Linked DNA regions of Mus musculus: all the other regions are linked to region 2. Evidence: chromatin contacts called from public Hi-C and promoter capture Hi-C data. All regions are on one chromosome and are shown on one strand. Each heading gives the region's core, a stretch centred on a gene start, on an enhancer-like site or on the middle of the called end of the contact. The rest is flanking DNA. Distances are from core to core; before and after follow the strand shown.

Region 1 (2,735 bases), core at 107-2,606, 850 kb after region 2:
AAAACTCACACTCTCTTGTCACACCAGGCTCATCTGACCCCAGTGGGTGCCGATCTTCAATGCCTACAAGGAGGAACCAAGTCAGTAGATTCTAGTAAGTCAACGCTCTTCCAACTTACCAGCAGTAATTACTAGTCAGTGTAGGGCAGACCTGAGGTGACCCAGAGGTGAGCAGAGCCCAGAAGGCCAAGCCATGTACACTGTGTCACATGGAGGACTAGCAGCAGATAGGACATGGGGCCTGCAGACAGATATCTGTAGCCCCTCCCCTGCTCTGTGCCCCACACAGGCAGTTGCAGCAACAAGAAATGCTTTCCTGTCATTTCTACAGCCCAAAGGAAGGAAGAAAGGGGATTCTGGCCCAATCGTCCATCTCCATCTATGTCACAAACTTCTCACCTCTACTGTGATTTGGTTACTGTTAGCATGCTAACGTTCCTTCTAGGCTCCACTCAACTACCTAGCAACAGCCAGGTACAAACCTGGCTTGCTATAAAAGGACTATCTGGCCTCTCTCATGCTCTCTGAACCCCCCTCCCCACTTCTCTCTCCACATGTTCCCTCTTCTTTGTTCCCTTTCTCTCTTTCTGTCCCTCTCTCTCTTTCTGTCCCTCTCTGTCCCCTCTTTCTCTGCCTCTACTCCCTTCTCAACCCCCCTTCTCATGTCCCCAAATAAACTTCTTTTTATACTAGACCCATCATATGGCTGATACCTGGGAGTAGGAGGGGGTTCAGCTTGGGCCCGCTTAAGGCACCCCCTCCCTCCCTCCCATACCACATTTTACAAAACATATCAATTACTAAATCCCCCAGGCTTTCTAATTCACACATTTCAATGGGCAGTGCTCCCCCTGCCCCCAACATACACCAGTAGACAATTTTGGCTCATCCAGAATGACTGTTTATAACTTCATTTAAACCAAACAACTTGTCCAGCCACAGAACAGAAGTCGATTAAGAGGAATACCATCCAGTGAGTGACAGTGTACAGAAATGAGTCAGACCCGGCAGTACATGTGTATCATGTCCATTTTATAGACGAGAAACAGACGTGGTTAAGAATTAGCGTGCACAAAGTCGTAGAAAGCTGGATATCGACCATCGAGCCAGCAGCCAGGTCCTGCCCGCCGCAAGGTTTCTGGAGCTCAGCGCTGATCGGGTCGGGCCCGTTGGGTCCCTGGAAAATCTCACCCAGAAGGCACACGCGGGACGTCGCTGCACTAGCGCGGAGCTGGCCGCGCCACTCCCTCCCTACCGCAGAGGGCGCAGAGCCGGGGGCCTGGGGACAGGATGGAACCGTGGGCAAGAGGGGAGGGCAGCGCTGCGGTCCTTCCCGTGGGTTCCGGGGATTCAGAACTGCGAGACGCGCACGCATCCCACCGCCCGCCCCTTCCGGCTCCTGCGCGCTCCCGGCGTGCGCGCTCCGGACCCGGGCGCTGGCTGGCCGCTAGGGCCCCGGGTGCCCCCTGCAGACCGCGGGTCACATCCGCAGGCTCCTGTTTCTGTCAGCTGTTGTGACGGAGGCGCAGCCGTTGGTTCTTAGCGGCCAGAGTCAGTAACTAGGGGAAGCAAAGAAAGGTTCCCTCTGCAGAAGTGGAGGAGGCGCCAAGCTAGCTCCCAGGTGTCCGGAATCTTTCAGCTAAACGCATGCATGATTTTAAGGCAACCTGGGTGGTTGGGGAAAAAGCCAAGGAAGACGACTGAAAAAAACACAGTAGGAGGCCCTCACAGGGGAGGTTCTTCTCTGGAGCGCTGGAGCAAAGGAAACCTCAGATCTGATTCTGTCTGCCCCCAAACGGAGAAATCAAGAGTGACCAAGTTCGATTTACAACAGCAGGTCAACACCGCACTCTGGACTGGGGCACCCACAGCTCCCCTATTGAGCACGGTTTCTCCATAGCCTTTCCCTAATGCTAATCCTCAATCCTAAACTGATAGCTCGGACCAGGAAATTAAAGGCCCCAACTCTTAATGGGATAAACCAATGGCTTCCAATCCCACAGATGACCCCTAGAGTCATTTTAGCTGCTCTTGAACCAGGCCAGGCTGCCACCTTTCTGGGAGGGCAGCCCCTAGCTGTCAAGAAAGTAGCATTCATTGACTGTAAATAGGGCGGGCCCTCTACCTCATCTGATGTGAGCCAAGCAAGCCTAATGCTGGGTGAGAGGGCATCCTTCCATTCTTGGATTCCTTTGATTCTTAATAACTCTCCCGACCCTGCACATCTCTTAAAACTTCTCCATGGCCACCCAGCAAATAAGGCTAAAGACCTGTGTGGCTGCATACAGAGCCTGTTGTCAGCAAAGACCCCAGCAGCAGGAGGGAAAGACCAAGCTAGGAGACTTGCCTGTGCTGGAGTCCACATGGGTTTTATTATTTTTAAATTGGCAGATAAATTTATTGGCTATAGTAACAAGTGTCCGTCAGCTTCATTTAGTCAGCAGGCACTGTAATCGTGACTGTACTTCCAGACCCCACACCGAGCTCCTGGGCATGGGTTTGGGGCTCAGCAGAGACAGGGCCCCAGGGCACAGGGAGGGAAATGCAGACTTGCACCTGCCAGGCGAGGTTCTCAGCCCCCAGAAGAGTGACTCAAGGTTTGCAGTGTGACCTGCCTTCTTGGTTGTGCCCCACAACACCTTCACTCAAGGACAGCAAAGGACAGAGCCCTACTAAGGCCCTCAGGGGTTCCAAAGAGGCGCTTTGAAGGATGCATTCTTCCTGGGAGGGGTTGG
Region 2 (2,755 bases), core at 80-2,579:
ACACATAGGGTTTGCGTTTTTATAATTTCTGCAAGAGCAGAGCGAACACTCTAGTCTTCTTAGTTAGGTGGATCCAGACCCTAAGGCAATGAGGTTGGAGAGAAATCCCTTGTCAAAATCGGTACCCACTAGGAAAAGAAATAACAGGCAAGGCAAACCTAGCAGAGAGATACTTTCATTGCGCCCTTTCCAGTTACGAGCCGCAAGATAATGAAGGAAGGTAATTCTGAAAGCTTTATGTCAGTTTTAATGGTCCCTCAAGCACTAAGAAAGATAATAGTCAATGGATGGTGTCCATAAGAATTTTTTCTCCTTTTCCCCTGACAGCCATTGATAGGATCATTTTGTATTTGTAATGGCTGTCACTGAAGCATGGAGAAATGGCCCAGTAAGGCCAGAGGATGAAGACAACTTCCCTGTCAGGATCTCTGTTGTCATTGCTATGGCAATAATAGTTGCTACAGTTCTCGTTCTGTTTTTCTATAGCATGTCTATTTTGTGGAGCTTAAGGCTATAGGATTTGGGTTTCATAAAATCACACTAGCAGAATGCCATGCCTTTTCTAATCCTTCAAGAAGAACATTTGATAAAACTATTCAGCAGGATGAAAATAATTACAGATGCAGGTCACTTGACTAATTATTGATGGAATACTAACCTCTTCACAGGGGTTCAGATACACTACAATTAGTTTGATTTATTTTCCTTTTCTCTCCTCCCTTTCCCTTCCTTCCCTTCCCCAATCTGCCCCTCTGGTCCCACTGCTAGCTTTTTTCTTCCCAAGGACCAGACTCAGAGTTGGACAGGTATGTAAATTAACTACAAATGAGCTCTTAAAATCCTTTGGTAGTTTCTCTTCATTATCTACAATGAAAGGAAAAGGAGAGGAGTCAGGTCTTTTCAATCTTCTATGTCACGGCCTCATCTCCTCCCACGGCGCTGTGCATAGTGTTAAATTTCATCTTTACTAGCTTTCCGACCGACAGAATTAGGGATGTCAAATGCTTCCAAAGTTCGATGGTGTGAATGAAGCCAGACTGGAGATGCTTGTGTGAATGTTATCAAATGTGAGGTGAACAAGCTCAAAGAAGGACAGGCAGCAAGAAGACAAAGAAAGTGGGTGGAGAAAAGGGATTAAAAGTACATGCAAAAAGGAACAACACTAGCCACTGAACGTAAAGAGGAAAATAAAAGAAGCAGCAGAACGCTGCAAAAGTGAACGCCAATGGAGACCTTGACAGAATGTGCAAGTACGGAAGCTTGGACTACAGCCCCCCAGAGTTCCTTGCAGCGCCGCGGGCCATGACGTCAGTCTCCTAGGCAACGCGTATAAACAAGATGGCGGCCTTCGAGCGAAATCCCTCGAGATGGAAAGGCACCCGTTTCAGGCGGGGTTTGGGCGCCTCTCGCATTGCAGCCCAGGCGATACTGTCGCTCACAGAAAAACAAAGTCAGGGCCGTTGGCCTTCTTTCCCCCTGGGTCTGAAGTCAAAAGGGACTTTCAGAAGCGCCTCCTCTTACCTCCTCCACCAGCTCATCCACCGCTCTCATGAGGCAGAAGCGGAGCAAGAAGAGAAGCAACAGGAGGACGGAGAATCTGAAGAGTCAGAGGAGTCCGAAATGCAGAATTTGGAGGTGTGCCTCCCCCCCTCCCCAACCCGCACCCCAGTCTCAGGCATCCTCCAGCCGCTCAACCTGGCTGCCTCAGCGGCAGCTTGCTTCTGCCTTCTCTAGCCCTGGGCTCAGCCCACTCCACTCTAGCCAGAGGGCAAGGGCTTTTCTTTGCTGCTTATTTTTATTCCCCCATTTCTCGTGTGCTTCACCTCCTGTCTTGGAGAAAGGGGGTGAAACCCTCCAAATATTTACTTTCTTTTCCTAGTTTCTTATCTGTCAGATTACACACTGTTATAACGGGGGGAAAAAAATCAGTGTACCAGTATGGGTTTAATGCTTTCAAAATTACGCATTGACAAAATTATGCGGGCCATTCATCTTCTTCCTTCCTCCAGGGTGGTTTAAAAAAAAATCCCAATGCTCTGCTGAAGACGAAATAATGTATACGTTTTATATGTTACTTCTGCTCGGGGTATTTGTGTGCCTATTTAAGCACTCCCACTCTTTCTGGTTAGAAGGGAGCCACAGCATGATCAGAGAGAGCCAGCTCACCCCTAGTTGGCAGAGTTTGGCTTATGGGGAGCGTTCCCAACGCTCTTAACTATTTTCCTAATCTCCTGATTCCACTTCCCTTCCCCACTTGACTGTATTCCCACACACCGACTGTCCTTCCTCATCCCTTCGCTTCCTTCCACCTTGCATTCCCTTACTCCTAGTATTGGCTTCTATTTATTGTGCTTTTTCAAAATCGTAGGTTGATCTGTTTCCCTCTCATACCCAGTTAGGCTTTTCTCTCTGTCATAGCTACTCAGAACCAACATCTTTCTTGATTTCACTTCTTGCCTTTTTTCGCTGCTCCCCCTTCTTTTCCCTCAGCTTCTTCACAAGCCACCTTTCTCCCCCTGTCAAACATGGCTCCTGGTTTGCCTTCTTTCTTGTCCTTCCTGCCTCTGACCTCCCGTTACTCCACTTCTGCCCTCCTTTCCCTGGGCTCTTGTCTCTAATGCCCTTTCCTGCACTTGGAATATTTGGCCTATTTCCCCCCTCATCCCTCTTTTTGTTTTTCCTAGTCTACATCTTTCTTCCTGGGCTGGTTGCATTCTAACGTTGCTTGAAGTTGGCTATAGCAGTGTGCTGGCAA
Region 3 (2,700 bases), core at 29-2,528, 630 kb before region 2:
AAGACTGATAAAGGAGAAGCGGGTAGGATAATGACTTAATAAGTACAATAGTATTGAAACAATGGAGTCTTAGGCTATTAGGGAAAGAATTGACAGAAACATGGCTTTTTATGTTGTGTGATAATCAATTTTAATGATGTTTTCCTTGGACCTAAAATAATGAACCAAGTATAAAACTTCTTTGCAATAATGGTTTGAACATTATTTAAAATATTTCTTTAGGAAATTATCAGCCTTCCATTTGTTTATGAAATTTCCTTCCTTCCTTTTGTTAGTTAATTTATTTTATTGAGTATTAGAACCAACATTTTTGTATAATTTTAAATAATTTGAAATTTTAAAAAGTTAAGATACAATTTACCTTTAGTAAAATATCATTTTAGAAGATAGTATTAGTTTCTTTTAATATTTTAATATTCTCTCAATTATCAACACTTTCTAAAACTGGAATGTGTTTGTCATTCAGAAAGGAAGTTGGTCATCAACTGTCAATCACCATCACCAGTGTCTCCTTTTCCTTTTTCTCAACCTTTGGTAACCACCAACTTCCCTTTGACTCCATATATCTATTTTTTTCTCTATACTCTCTATAAATGAGATTGTTCATTACATTGCCTTTGTGTATTGGTCTATTATACAGTGTAAAGTTTTTAAGGGTCATTTGTGTAATAGCCTACCTATCTCAGTTCCAGTATTCTTACTGTTTCTTATATTTTTAATTTTATTAATTCTTTGAAGATTCCATGTAATGCATTTTGATTGTCATCATCCCCTCCACTCACCTCTCCACATTCCTTAACCATCCAAATTGGTTTAATACCTTTTTGACTTTTTAAACAGTTGGTTATAGTTGGTTCTGCACATATACTCTTGTGTATGTGGACTTCACTGGAATGTAATCACCCATTTGGTCATGTACCATTTAAGAAAAACACCTCACTTTTTATTAGCTATTAACTGCCAACATTTTTTTGTCGGTGGTGAGACTTTATGCTTACCTCCCTTCTTCATGCTGGATTTGTCTGGCCTGAGCCAGCTCAGGTCTTGTTTGTGCTAGCTCAATTGCTGAGAATTCATTGGTGCAACTTCTCTGTGGTGTTTGAAAGCCACTGTTTTCTTGCAGTCATCCACATTATGGGTCTTGTGATCCTTCCATACCTTTTTCTGCCACAACCCCTGAGCCTTAGGATTAGCACATGTGATCTAGATGCACCTTCAGCATGGAGCAGTCTCAGTTCCTCATTCTCTGCCCTTAGATCACGTGTGGGTCTCCGTGTTCATTACCATCTGCTGCAAAGGGAAACTTTCTCTGCTGAGAGTTGGCTCTTGCATCCATTTATGGGTTTAGCAATAAGTCAGTGGAAGCTGGCTCAACACTATCCATTTAGCAGAGTGATAGTAGTAGCTTCCCTTCTAGGGACTGTGACATGGCTAGCCACATGTTCTTGGCCTTAACTTCAATTGGAAAATGGAGAGTACTCCAGTGGCATTCTGGCTACTGTTGTACCAGTGGGCCTGTCCTGTCAGGCCAGTCATTGTAGTGACAGGGCTCACAGCTAGGTAAGATTGTCGATTCATTTTATCCTCTTGTACTGTACACAGCACCTTCTCGCACTATGAACTCTCGCCAGTGGGGGTGAAGCTTCCCACTCAGCACCAGCTTGAATTCCCTCGTTCTGTCACTCCAGCAAACAGTGTTTTCAGCAGTGTGGGCTTACTGACACATTGTGAAGGATAACCAAAAGCATTGGCTAGAGCCTATAATATTGTGTGGGATGGGTGTATTGATGGGACTTCACTTGCCAACAACGCCAAAGGAAGTAACCCTTCATTGCATTGGCTTTTTAATTTGGCATCTTGTGATGTCTAATAGATGCTTTGTTGCCCTGATAAAGGGTAATTCCATTCAAACTGTTTTTATATGTGTGTTTAATTTATTCTTTTATTTACACATTTACCTATCTACTTAGTGTATGTACACAGTAAATGACATGTGTGTCATAGCACATGAGGTGAGAGGACTACTTGGAGGAAATGGCTCCTTCCTTCAGCTCTGGGTTATGGGGCCAAAGTCAGGTTGGCAGCTTTGTTGGTGAGTGCCTTTATCTACTGAGCCATCCCATGGAACTTTGCATTTAACTTTTTGAAGAAACTACCTGTTTCTTAAGTTAGCCCTACTATTTTATATTCTTTCCATTTTGTTCATATTATTTGAAATCTGAAAGACATATTACAGAAAAATGATTTTTTAAACCAGTCTCCTTGGACCTCATGCATGGTAGATTGAATTATTATGTGAAGCTCTGGAAAGTCATGGGATTTTAGAGCTAAAGAGTTGTGACAAGTCCGTCTTTCTAGTCTTGTGCATTTTGTTTGCTGTATTTGCTCTGTCTAGTGCGGTGCTGTAAATAGTAGGTGCTTAGTACATGTTTCTCAATTAGTGAATCCAGTTACTCTGCCATACCTCCTCCATAAAGGGAAATAGTGCCTAGAGAAGTGAGGTGACGTCCTAACAGTCATTCAGAGGCTAAAGGGCCACGCAGTCTACCATTCTCTTCCCCCTGTCTTTGCCTTTAGTCAGTGTTAGCTCCCGGTTCTTCCTGACCCCTTGGTCTTTGATGACCTGGTACAAGGCTGCATGATTGTTTTCTAGCTGTGTTTTGAGGCCTTATTGACATTTAATGAGTGGTCTTGTTCTCA
Region 4 (2,700 bases), core at 6-2,505, 740 kb before region 2:
GCAGTGTGTGTGTGTGTGTGTGTGTGTGTGTGTATGTATTTAGCAAAGTGGGAATTCATTAAGGAAAGGTCCTAGTACAGATTTTAGGAAGAGGACACTCTTCAGAGTTCTGTAAAGGACACAGCATTTTACAGTAGTGCTCTGATATCCCAGATAGAGCAAAGCTTTCAGTCCTGCTCCCCAAACTGTTAGGTTTATCAGCCTAAAATAATAACAGGTAGGATGTCTTTTCACAAAATATTTTTATTCAGGAACAAATGGGCATATTTATTCCTGGCTGCATGTACTATTACAGCTCATGGGTACATTCAAGGAGGCAAAGACTAGACCTTTTCAAAGTTAAACTAGGAAGGTTTTCAAAATTGTTTCAAAACTATTATCTTTGGCCAAAAGGATCACTATCAGGGAAGTATCCGCTCAAGTCTGTAAATAGTAGCTGGACCGGCAGCTAAGCAATAGTATCTTTTTTGTGTAAAGTCGATATCGCTTCTGCTGAAGATTGCTGGTTTTTTTGTTTTTTTTTTTTTGTTTTTTTTTTTTTTAGGCTGCATCATCTCTCTCTCTTTTTTTAAAATATTTTTATTATTACGTATTTTCCTCAATTACATTTAGAATGCTATCCCAAAAGTCCCCCATACCCCCCCCCCCCCCACTTCCCTACCTACCCATTCCCATTTTTTGGCCCTGGCATTCCCCTGTACTGGGGCATATAAAGTTTGCGTGTCCAATGGGCCTCTCTTTCCAGTGATGGCTGACTAGGCCATCTTTTGATACATATGCAGCTAGAGTCAAGAGCTCCGGGGTACTGGTTAGTTCATAATGTTGTTGCACCTACAGGGTTGCAGATCTCTTTAGCTCCTTGGATACTTTCTCTAGCTCCTCCATTGGGGGCCCTGTGCTCCATCCAATAGCTGACTGTGAGCATCCACTTCTGTTTTTGCTAGGCCCCGGCCTAGTCTCACAAGAGACAGCTATATTAGGGTCCTTTCAGCCAATGCTTGACTCTTTGTAATCCTTTTTTTCTCTCTCAGTCCCCATGAGTGAGGACCCCTCCATTTTAGCCTCTATACTCTGTTAGAGTCTGATATAAAGTAAATGACTAAATTGTGGGAGAAACTTTTTAATTTTTATTTTATCAAAAGTAGTTAATCCTGGCAAGGACTCATATTTCCAGAAATGTCTCCTTTTCTGTTGTAGATGAACCTGTCTCCTCAGGTTGTGTAGTCCAGTCCTCACCAGTGAGCACTTAGGAATAATAGATAGATAGCCCTTTGTGTGCTTGCTAGACTGGGTTGGGTTCTGGTAACCCTTTTAGGAAAACAATTGCTTTGTCATGCGACTTTTGCTTTGTTTGCACATTTTTTTTTGTGGGATTGTAAGATTGTTCTTTGTTTGTGATAGTTTTCACTAGTTGAAACAAGCTAAATAAATAGCCAACATGTGATCATTATGACTCATGAAAGTAGTAATACCTGAACCTATTACCTTTAAAGCTTCATTCAGTTGTGTTTCTTAGTTCCTGTCTGATAAATATTTAAAATTTTGCAAATCCTTGATCTCATGTTTGCTTAGAGATCTAAATGAGAGTGGATCCACAGGGAGGCCTGGAGTTTGGTGTCTCTGGCAGTCTACAGTTCACTCTCTCTTCAGGTAGATACTTGGGAGTAGGAGGCTATCTAGGAGAAGGAGGTTGAAGCCTCCTGCTTCTCCTCGTTTTTTGGCTTGTGTCTTAATTTCTTTTGGAGATAGTTGCTAATATCATTTATCTCTGTGAATATCTCTACCAAATTTTTTTAAAAAAACTATTACTTTCTTTTTTTTTTCTTTCCATTTTTTATTAGGTATTTAGCTCATTTACATTTCCAATGCTATACCAAAAGTCCCCCATACCCACCCACCCCCACTCCCCTACCCACCCACTCCCCCTTTTTGGCCCTGGCGTTCCGCTGTACTGGGGCATACAAAGTTTACGTGTCCAATGGGCCTCTCTTTCCAGTGATGGCCGATTAGGCCATCTTTTGTTACATATGCAGCTAGAGTCAAGAGCTCCGGGGTACTGGTTAGTTCATAATGTTGTTCCACCTATAGGATTGCAGATCCCTTTAGCTCCTTGGGTTCTTTCTCTAGCTCCTCCATTGGGAGCCCTGTGATCCATCCATTAGCTGACTGTGAGCATCCACTTCTGTGTTTGCTAGGCCCCGGCATAGTCTCACAAGAGATAGCTACATCTGGGTCCTTTCAATAAAATCTTGCTAGGGTATGCAATGGTGTCAGCGTTTGGGTGCTGATTATGGGGTGGATCCCTGGATATGGCAGTCTCTACATGGTCCATCCTTTCATCTCAGCTCCAAACTTTGTCTCTGTAACTCCTTCCATGGGTGTTTTGTTCCTAATTCTAAGGAGGGGCATAGTATCCACACTTCAGTCTTCATTCTTCTTGAGTTTCATGTGTTTAGCAAATTGTACCTTATATCTTGGGAATCCTAGGTTTGGGGCTAATATCCACTTATCAGTGAGTACATATTGTGTGAGTTCCTTTGTGAATGTGTTACCTCACTCAGGATGATGCCCTCCAGGTCCATCCATTTGGCTAGGAATTTCATAAATTCATTCTTTTTAATAGCTGAGTAGTACTCCATTGTGTAGATGTACCACATTTTCTGTATCCATTCCTCTGTTGAGGGGCATCTGGGGTCTTTC
Region 5 (2,700 bases), core at 95-2,594, 710 kb before region 2:
TGGCCATCATCTACTACATATGCAGCTAGAGACACGAGCTCTGAGGGTACTGGTTAGTTCATATTGTTGTTCCACCTATAGGGTTGCAGACCCCTTCAGCTCCTTGGGTACTTTCTCTATCTTCTCCATTGGAGGCCCTGTGTTCCATCCAATAGCTGACTGTGAGCATCCACTTCTGTGTTTGCCAGGCACTGGCATAGCCTCATGAGAGACAGCTATATCAGGGTCCTTTCAGCAAAATCTTGCTGGCGTATGCAAAATTAATTTATTAACTTTAATGTAAGGGGTTTTATTATAGGTTATATGGCTTAGAGTATGTATTACTTTAAAAATTATTTATTTATTTATTTATTTGGAAAGTGTTTTCCATAGAATATATTTGGATCATGTTCATCCCACTCCCAACTAATACCATTTCCTCGAACTTCCCTATCTGCTCAGTTTTATGTTCATTCTTTTTTCCCCTCTGTCTCCAAACAAAGCCAGAAGCCAAATGCAACCCACAAAAATGAAGGTGAAAATCAAAACAATCATAAAACCTGTAAGACAACCACCAATAACAAGAAAAATGCCCCCAACAAAGCAAAACAAGGAGTCAAAAAGATAAAAAAGAAAAAAAGAAAGACGAAGAAGGAAAGGAAGGAAGGAAGGAAAAAAAGGAAGAAAGAACGATAGATCATGGAGTTTATTTTGTGGGGCTCATCCTGGAGTGTGGTTGATGTACCCAGTGACACTCCATTGGAAAACCTTTTCCTTTTGCTAGAGTATATTGCAACTAGCATTTTGGTTAGGAGTGGTACCCTGTGTGCACTTGCCCTCTTGTTGCTGGGATCCTGTCTGGCTTGCACTTGTGCAGTTCTTGTGCATTCTGCCAGACTCTGTGAGTTCCTGTACGCATCAGTTCTGTTCTTTCTGGAGTACACTGTTTACTTGGAGTCATCCATCCCCCCAAGCTTAGAGGGGTTGATGAAGACATTCATTTAGGATTGAGTGCTTCCAAGTCTCTCATTCTCTGCACACTCTTAGTTGTTAATTTTCATTGACTTCGTGAAGTTTCTCTGATATTGGTTGAACTGTTAAGTAGGTAAAGCAGATTATAATTAGGAGCCTCTTGTATTGCATGCTCTATGGCTTAGGGTATGTATGAATTACTTTTCTATTGGTGTGATCAACACTAAAGACAAAGGGAACTTGGAGAGGGAAGGGCTTTGACTTAAGCTCTAGAGGTAGGTACAAGAGTCTCTCGCCATCACAGTGAGGAAGTGTGGCAGCAGGTGGTCATGGTGAAGGGAGCATGGAGAACTTATGTCCTGAGCCCCAAACAGGAAATAGAGACAGCAAACTCGAAATGGCAGGTCTCCAGTGACACACTTCCTCTAGCAAGGTCACACATACAACTACTTAGCAGTGCCACCACCTGGCCAAGTGTGGACTTCTGCCCCATGTGGACTGTCCTCATTCAAACTCTCACATTTGTTTGCAAGCATCGGAAGCTACTTTTTATTTCACTCCAGTTCCTTTGCATCAGTGTTTTCTCTCATATACTTTGGTTTATTTTATAATCATGTGAACTATACACAAAACATCCCAACTGTATAAAAGTACTTGGGTGGGTGTCTCTTCTCAAGACATCACTATCATTTATGCCTCTCTTGTTAATCCAATTTAATTTCTCCTTTATCTTTTTTTTTTAAACAAACAATTAGACAAACATATCTTTTCTCATGACCCTTCTTTCTTCTACAAAAGGTAGGATATTCTCTATAGTTTGGTATTTCCACTTCAGCATATCTGTTGGAAATTCCTCTGGCAGGAGTGCAAAGGAAACTTGAGTATCTGTTGTCACACTCTTGACAGCGCTTTGATCCGGAAAACTTAAAAGGGAAACCAACTCAGGAGTCCAACCTGTGTGTAGGGCGTTTCTGTTGTAAGCTTTACATCTCTTCTATTCTGCTTAAAATCCTGTGAATGCTCTACCATCACAGTGTGTAAGTTCAGTGTGTTCTGTGTGTACAGTGCCGTGTGGCTTTCATCTTTCAGAACTGAGTGTCTGTACCTGAGTGTATGCATCAGCTGCTCTTTCCCCCTCTCCTTCATTTCTGGCAGCTAGCATTGAGTTTCTGGGAATTTGACTATTCTGTGCACTGCGTATCATTGGAATCACAGAGCTTGTACTTTGTGACCAGCAAGTCTTGCTCAGCATAATCTGTTAAGGTCAAGCCAAATTGTAACGTGTGTCAGAACGTCCTTCCTCCTCAAGGCCAAACACTTGCATTGCTGAGATGCTAATGTGTTTGTCCACTCACATGTTGACGGACACTTGGGTTGCTTCTAGGTCATGGCATGGCAACAGTGTGGTGCTGTAAACATTTTCTTTATCGTCCTATTAGGTCTTTGGAATGTGTATCCAGAAGTGGAGATGCTGGATCATAGGATGAGTCTGTGTTTCCGTCTTTTGAGAAGAGCCTCATGTTTTCACTGCAGTTACACGTGTTTGTTCTGATCACCAGTGCATATGGGCTCTGTTTCTTCACACTTGTCATTTTCTGTTTCCCTTTCTGATAGAAGACATCTTAATTGGTCTGAGGTTATATCTGATTGTAGTTTTTAATTTGCATTTCCCTAATGATTAGTGATGTTGAGCATCTTTTTATGTGCTTGCTGCCTATTTGTTTGTCATCTTTGAAAAATGTTTACTCA
Region 6 (2,700 bases), core at 108-2,607, 750 kb after region 2:
ACTGGCTTACCCTATTTACTGTCCAACAGCACAATACCACCAGCGGGGGATGTTTTAAGAAAAGTCTAGCTTGACTGTGATTCTAGTGGTACAAGCCAAGGGAACACATTTGGTGACGGACTTGCAGGCAGAGAGTCCCAAGTGACCAAATGGTACCCCTTAGCAGAAACTGGGAGTGGGTGCCCTCTGTTGTCCTATAGAGCCACTAAGTTTTAATTATGAGAACTCCACGCCGATGGTCTCATTCATCTTACTTACCCCTGAACGGCCCCACATATAAACAGAAGTAGGGTTATGTTTCTGTTCTTACATATCCACAGGAGCAAGTAAATTTCGGTACTGGAGCTTTGAGGATACCCTCAAACCAGAGAGTCTCTGAGCATTGTCTCCGTTAGTGATATACACATGGCATAAAACCAAGCACAACTAACTATGAAGACTAGTTTTCAAACAAGTGTGATCAATGGCACACTTCATTTCCTCAGGCCAATGCCCAAAGAAACAGAAAGTCTCAAGGTCTGACACAAACACATTCCCAGAAAGTTAACAAATCTAGAGATGCTAACCCATTTCCATGCTGAAACTGAAGCGCTTAATGCGAACCATGAGGGCACTGAACACCTCCTCATTCTTTTTGTCTATATGGGTTTTTCTTTTATTAACTTTACTTGGAAAACTGTTCCAACTGTATTATCCACCAAAGTGAAAAGTGACCAACAAATCAGGGTTAAATATACACACACAAACACAGATCCTAAGACTGCTGTGGGGGTCTTATTGACTTAAATAAGGCAAGGTGGGAGATTTGCTTTGTGAAAGTGTTGGCTAACAAAGAATTTCTAAGCTGATGAAATTTTTGAGAATTTACCCTTATACATATAACCATGACTCCTCCAAATCAAGTATTTTAAGTCTCACTTCCAGAATAAGAATGAATTATAATTGTGCAAAATAGAACTCAACCTTTTAACTTCAAATAAATTAGTTCATTTTTATTAATAAGGTTCAGTTCAGAAAATTAACTTGCCCGTGGTCATCAGGTTGTTAAAAGTCAAGGGGGGCTCTAGACACAAGCCTTAAACTGTATGTTCTACTGCCTTCTCAGCGCAGGCACCTAGCAAACAAGTTATAGTCACTCAGAACAAACTGCAGTCGCATCTTCCCCAGTGCTAAACTCTCCCTCCTGCAATGCTCAAACCGGTCCATACCATAAGCCAAGCCAGGAGTTCCCATCATCCCCTAGCATCAATGTCTCCCGCCAAAAACCTCACCACCTTCACAGCTGTCCCTAGGAAGAAATCACTAAAGCTCCCCAAAGTCTCGCGAGAGTACAGCCGTTGCCCTGGCAACAAGCGGCCTGCTCTCTCAGCGACCGCTGAATTTCGATGGCATTTGCTCTGACCCTGTCGTCGCCCGGTGCCTGGGGGACATCCTAAAGTATTCTCCCGGCAGGGGTGGGACGACCGGCGGACTTGAAGAGGCCCAGGGAACGAGGCGGGCGGCGGACGCGCCGCTTAGGCAGCGGGGAGCGGGGGAAATGCGGCCCTCGGCGCGGGACGGCGCGGGGCCCGCGTGAGTGAGGAGGCTCCGCGCGGGTCCCGCCCCGAGAGAAGGCCTGGCGCGGCCGCACGCCCCCCGCTCGCCGCTTCGGGCGCGGACCGGCGTCCGCGGGCTTCCGGCGCCTAGCGCCTGCACGCCTCGTCCGCGCACGTAAGGAGCTGCCGCCGGGCGTCCCGGCGGGTTGTCGTAATTTCGAGCCGTCATCCGGGGCTGAAGCTTCGGTCTCCGCCCCGAGATGTCACCTAGAAACCGCTCTCTCGACTGCAGTTGGCGTTTATGATGAAGCTTCGCGAGGCCTTCCGCGCCGTCCGCGCCCCCGAACGCGCTCGTCTGTAGACGTCAACCGGGGGCTGAGAAGGTGTTTGTCGGCGGTGGTCAAAAGGCTCGCTTTTAGAGAGAACCAAACACCAGTAGTTGTGAAATTGGTAAATTCTTTTGGTGTCCTCCAAAGTGTAAAAGCTTGGCAAGGATGATTTCATTGCAAATAAGAAAAGAGGAAACGTATACCTAAAACTGTATTATCCCCAAAGGCACAATCACTGGCATGTGTAGCAGGAGGAAAATGTCATTTTAGTAAAATGCCAATTTCAGGCTTGCCTAGAAGCAACAGTGGTCATCTCCAGCCGGACCTTCTGGTAGCTATTCCAATACAAATGGTGTCATTGGCTTTAAAAGTTAAATATACAGTAATGATCACGGTTAAAGAGAAACTTAAGTTATACACACTGAAGCTCGGGTCAACTGAAAGTTCAAGAGAAAGGGGAAAGTTTTTACACTATTGCTACATTTTATTGTCTGAATAATTATAACTTTTCTTGTGTACTTTTTAATGCGTGAAGACAATCCCCATTTACTATTGCAGTGTAGTGTTTAGTTATGAATATAAAATGTAAATGGCCTGGCTATATACTGTGGAAGTTTTTCAACTAAATTATTTACGTGATTTGTCTCTCTTGTTTCAACAGATTTTTTAAGTTTTATTTTTGTTCATAAAACATACTGACAGGTTATAAATATATCCCCCTTCATCTCTTCTAAAATTCACACCCCCATTCCATATCCACTCATCATCTTAAATTTTTTATTTAATTAAAATATAATTACATCATTTATCCCCCTTCCAACCCTCTCAGATACATA

Evidence for each region. Promoter capture Hi-C pulls out the DNA fragments that hold promoters and counts their contacts. A called contact is a pair of places that touch in the nucleus more often than the background predicts.
Region 1: a contact with region 2 is called in a Hi-C map of CD4 T cells, with 5 times the contacts expected there. The contact joins the promoter of Cyren here to the promoter of Lrguk in region 2. A contact is called at or near these places in 1 of 39 promoter capture datasets (hippocampal neurons) and 1 of 484 Hi-C or Micro-C datasets (CD4 T cells).
Region 3: a contact with region 2 is called in a Hi-C map of myeloid progenitors, with 2.7 times the contacts expected there. The contact joins the enhancer-like site here to the promoter of Lrguk in region 2. A contact is called at or near these places in 12 of 39 promoter capture datasets (the 3T3-L1 cell line, 3T3-L1-derived adipocytes, the C10 cell line and 6 more), 7 of 484 Hi-C or Micro-C datasets (the G1E-ER4 cell line, the HL-1 cell line, cortical neurons and 3 more), 1 of 115 datasets of contacts at active chromatin or transcription factors (astrocytes) and 2 of 9 other capture datasets (embryonic stem cells and macrophages).
Region 4: a contact with region 2 is called in a promoter capture Hi-C map of embryonic stem cells, with 4 times the contacts expected there. The contact joins the enhancer-like site here to the promoter of Lrguk in region 2. A contact is called at or near these places in 10 of 39 promoter capture datasets (the 3T3-L1 cell line, the C10 cell line, HPC-7-derived erythroid cells and 5 more), 1 of 484 Hi-C or Micro-C datasets (myocytes) and 2 of 9 other capture datasets (adipose tissue and liver).
Region 5: a promoter capture Hi-C map of the C10 cell line shows a contact between it and region 2, with 6 times the contacts expected there. The contact joins the enhancer-like site here to the promoter of Lrguk in region 2. A contact is called at or near these places in 8 of 39 promoter capture datasets (the C10 cell line, embryonic stem cells, frontonasal cranial neural crest and 3 more), 1 of 15 datasets of contacts at CTCF or cohesin (the NIH/3T3 cell line), 1 of 115 datasets of contacts at active chromatin or transcription factors (forebrain) and 2 of 9 other capture datasets (adipose tissue and embryonic stem cells).
Region 6: a contact with region 2 is called in a promoter capture Hi-C map of pre-B cells, with 4 times the contacts expected there. The contact joins the promoter of Agbl3 here to the promoter of Lrguk in region 2. A contact is called at or near these places in 2 of 39 promoter capture datasets (cranial neural crest and pre-B cells).

What each region holds. Positions count from the first base shown.
Region 1 is chr6:34,876,709-34,879,443 of GRCm38.p6, forward strand. Cyren (cell cycle regulator of NHEJ) reads right to left here and starts at 1,357. Exons shown (of 4, transcript NM_001135611.1): 1 at 1,192-1,357; 2 at 1-63.
Region 2 is chr6:34,028,119-34,030,873 of GRCm38.p6, forward strand. It overlaps Lrguk (leucine-rich repeats and guanylate kinase domain containing), which reads left to right and starts at 1,330. Exons shown (of 20, transcript NM_028886.1): 1 at 1,330-1,635. The coding sequence starts at 1,339. It overlaps Gm38786 (a long non-coding RNA gene), which reads right to left and starts at 1,606. Exons shown (of 4, transcript XR_868961.1): 1 at 1,522-1,606.
Region 3 is chr6:33,400,098-33,402,797 of GRCm38.p6, forward strand. All of the region lies in intron 7 of Exoc4 (exocyst complex component 4), which reads left to right. Among named protein-coding and RNA genes, the nearest start is that of Gm38785, 41 kb to the right of the region's middle. Within about 2 kb of position 1,279, at least 20 of the 459 cell types and tissues checked have an H3K27ac peak or open chromatin away from gene starts, as enhancers often do. A contact at or near this core is called in the HL-1 cell line and myeloid progenitors, where this site is marked.
Region 4 is chr6:33,289,121-33,291,820 of GRCm38.p6, forward strand. The region is part of intron 3 of Exoc4 (exocyst complex component 4); the gene reads left to right. Among named protein-coding and RNA genes, the nearest start is that of Exoc4, 41 kb to the left of the region's middle. Within about 2 kb of position 1,256, at least 9 of the 459 cell types and tissues checked have an H3K27ac peak or open chromatin away from gene starts, as enhancers often do. A contact at or near this core is called in embryonic stem cells, where this site is marked.
Region 5 is chr6:33,321,682-33,324,381 of GRCm38.p6, forward strand. All of the region lies in intron 5 of Exoc4 (exocyst complex component 4), which reads left to right. Among named protein-coding and RNA genes, the nearest start is that of Exoc4, 74 kb to the left of the region's middle. Within about 2 kb of position 1,345, at least 12 of the 459 cell types and tissues checked have an H3K27ac peak or open chromatin away from gene starts, as enhancers often do.
Region 6 is chr6:34,779,075-34,781,774 of GRCm38.p6, forward strand. It overlaps Agbl3 (ATP/GTP binding protein-like 3), which reads left to right and starts at 1,358. Exons shown (of 20, transcript NM_001289656.1): 1 at 1,358-1,985.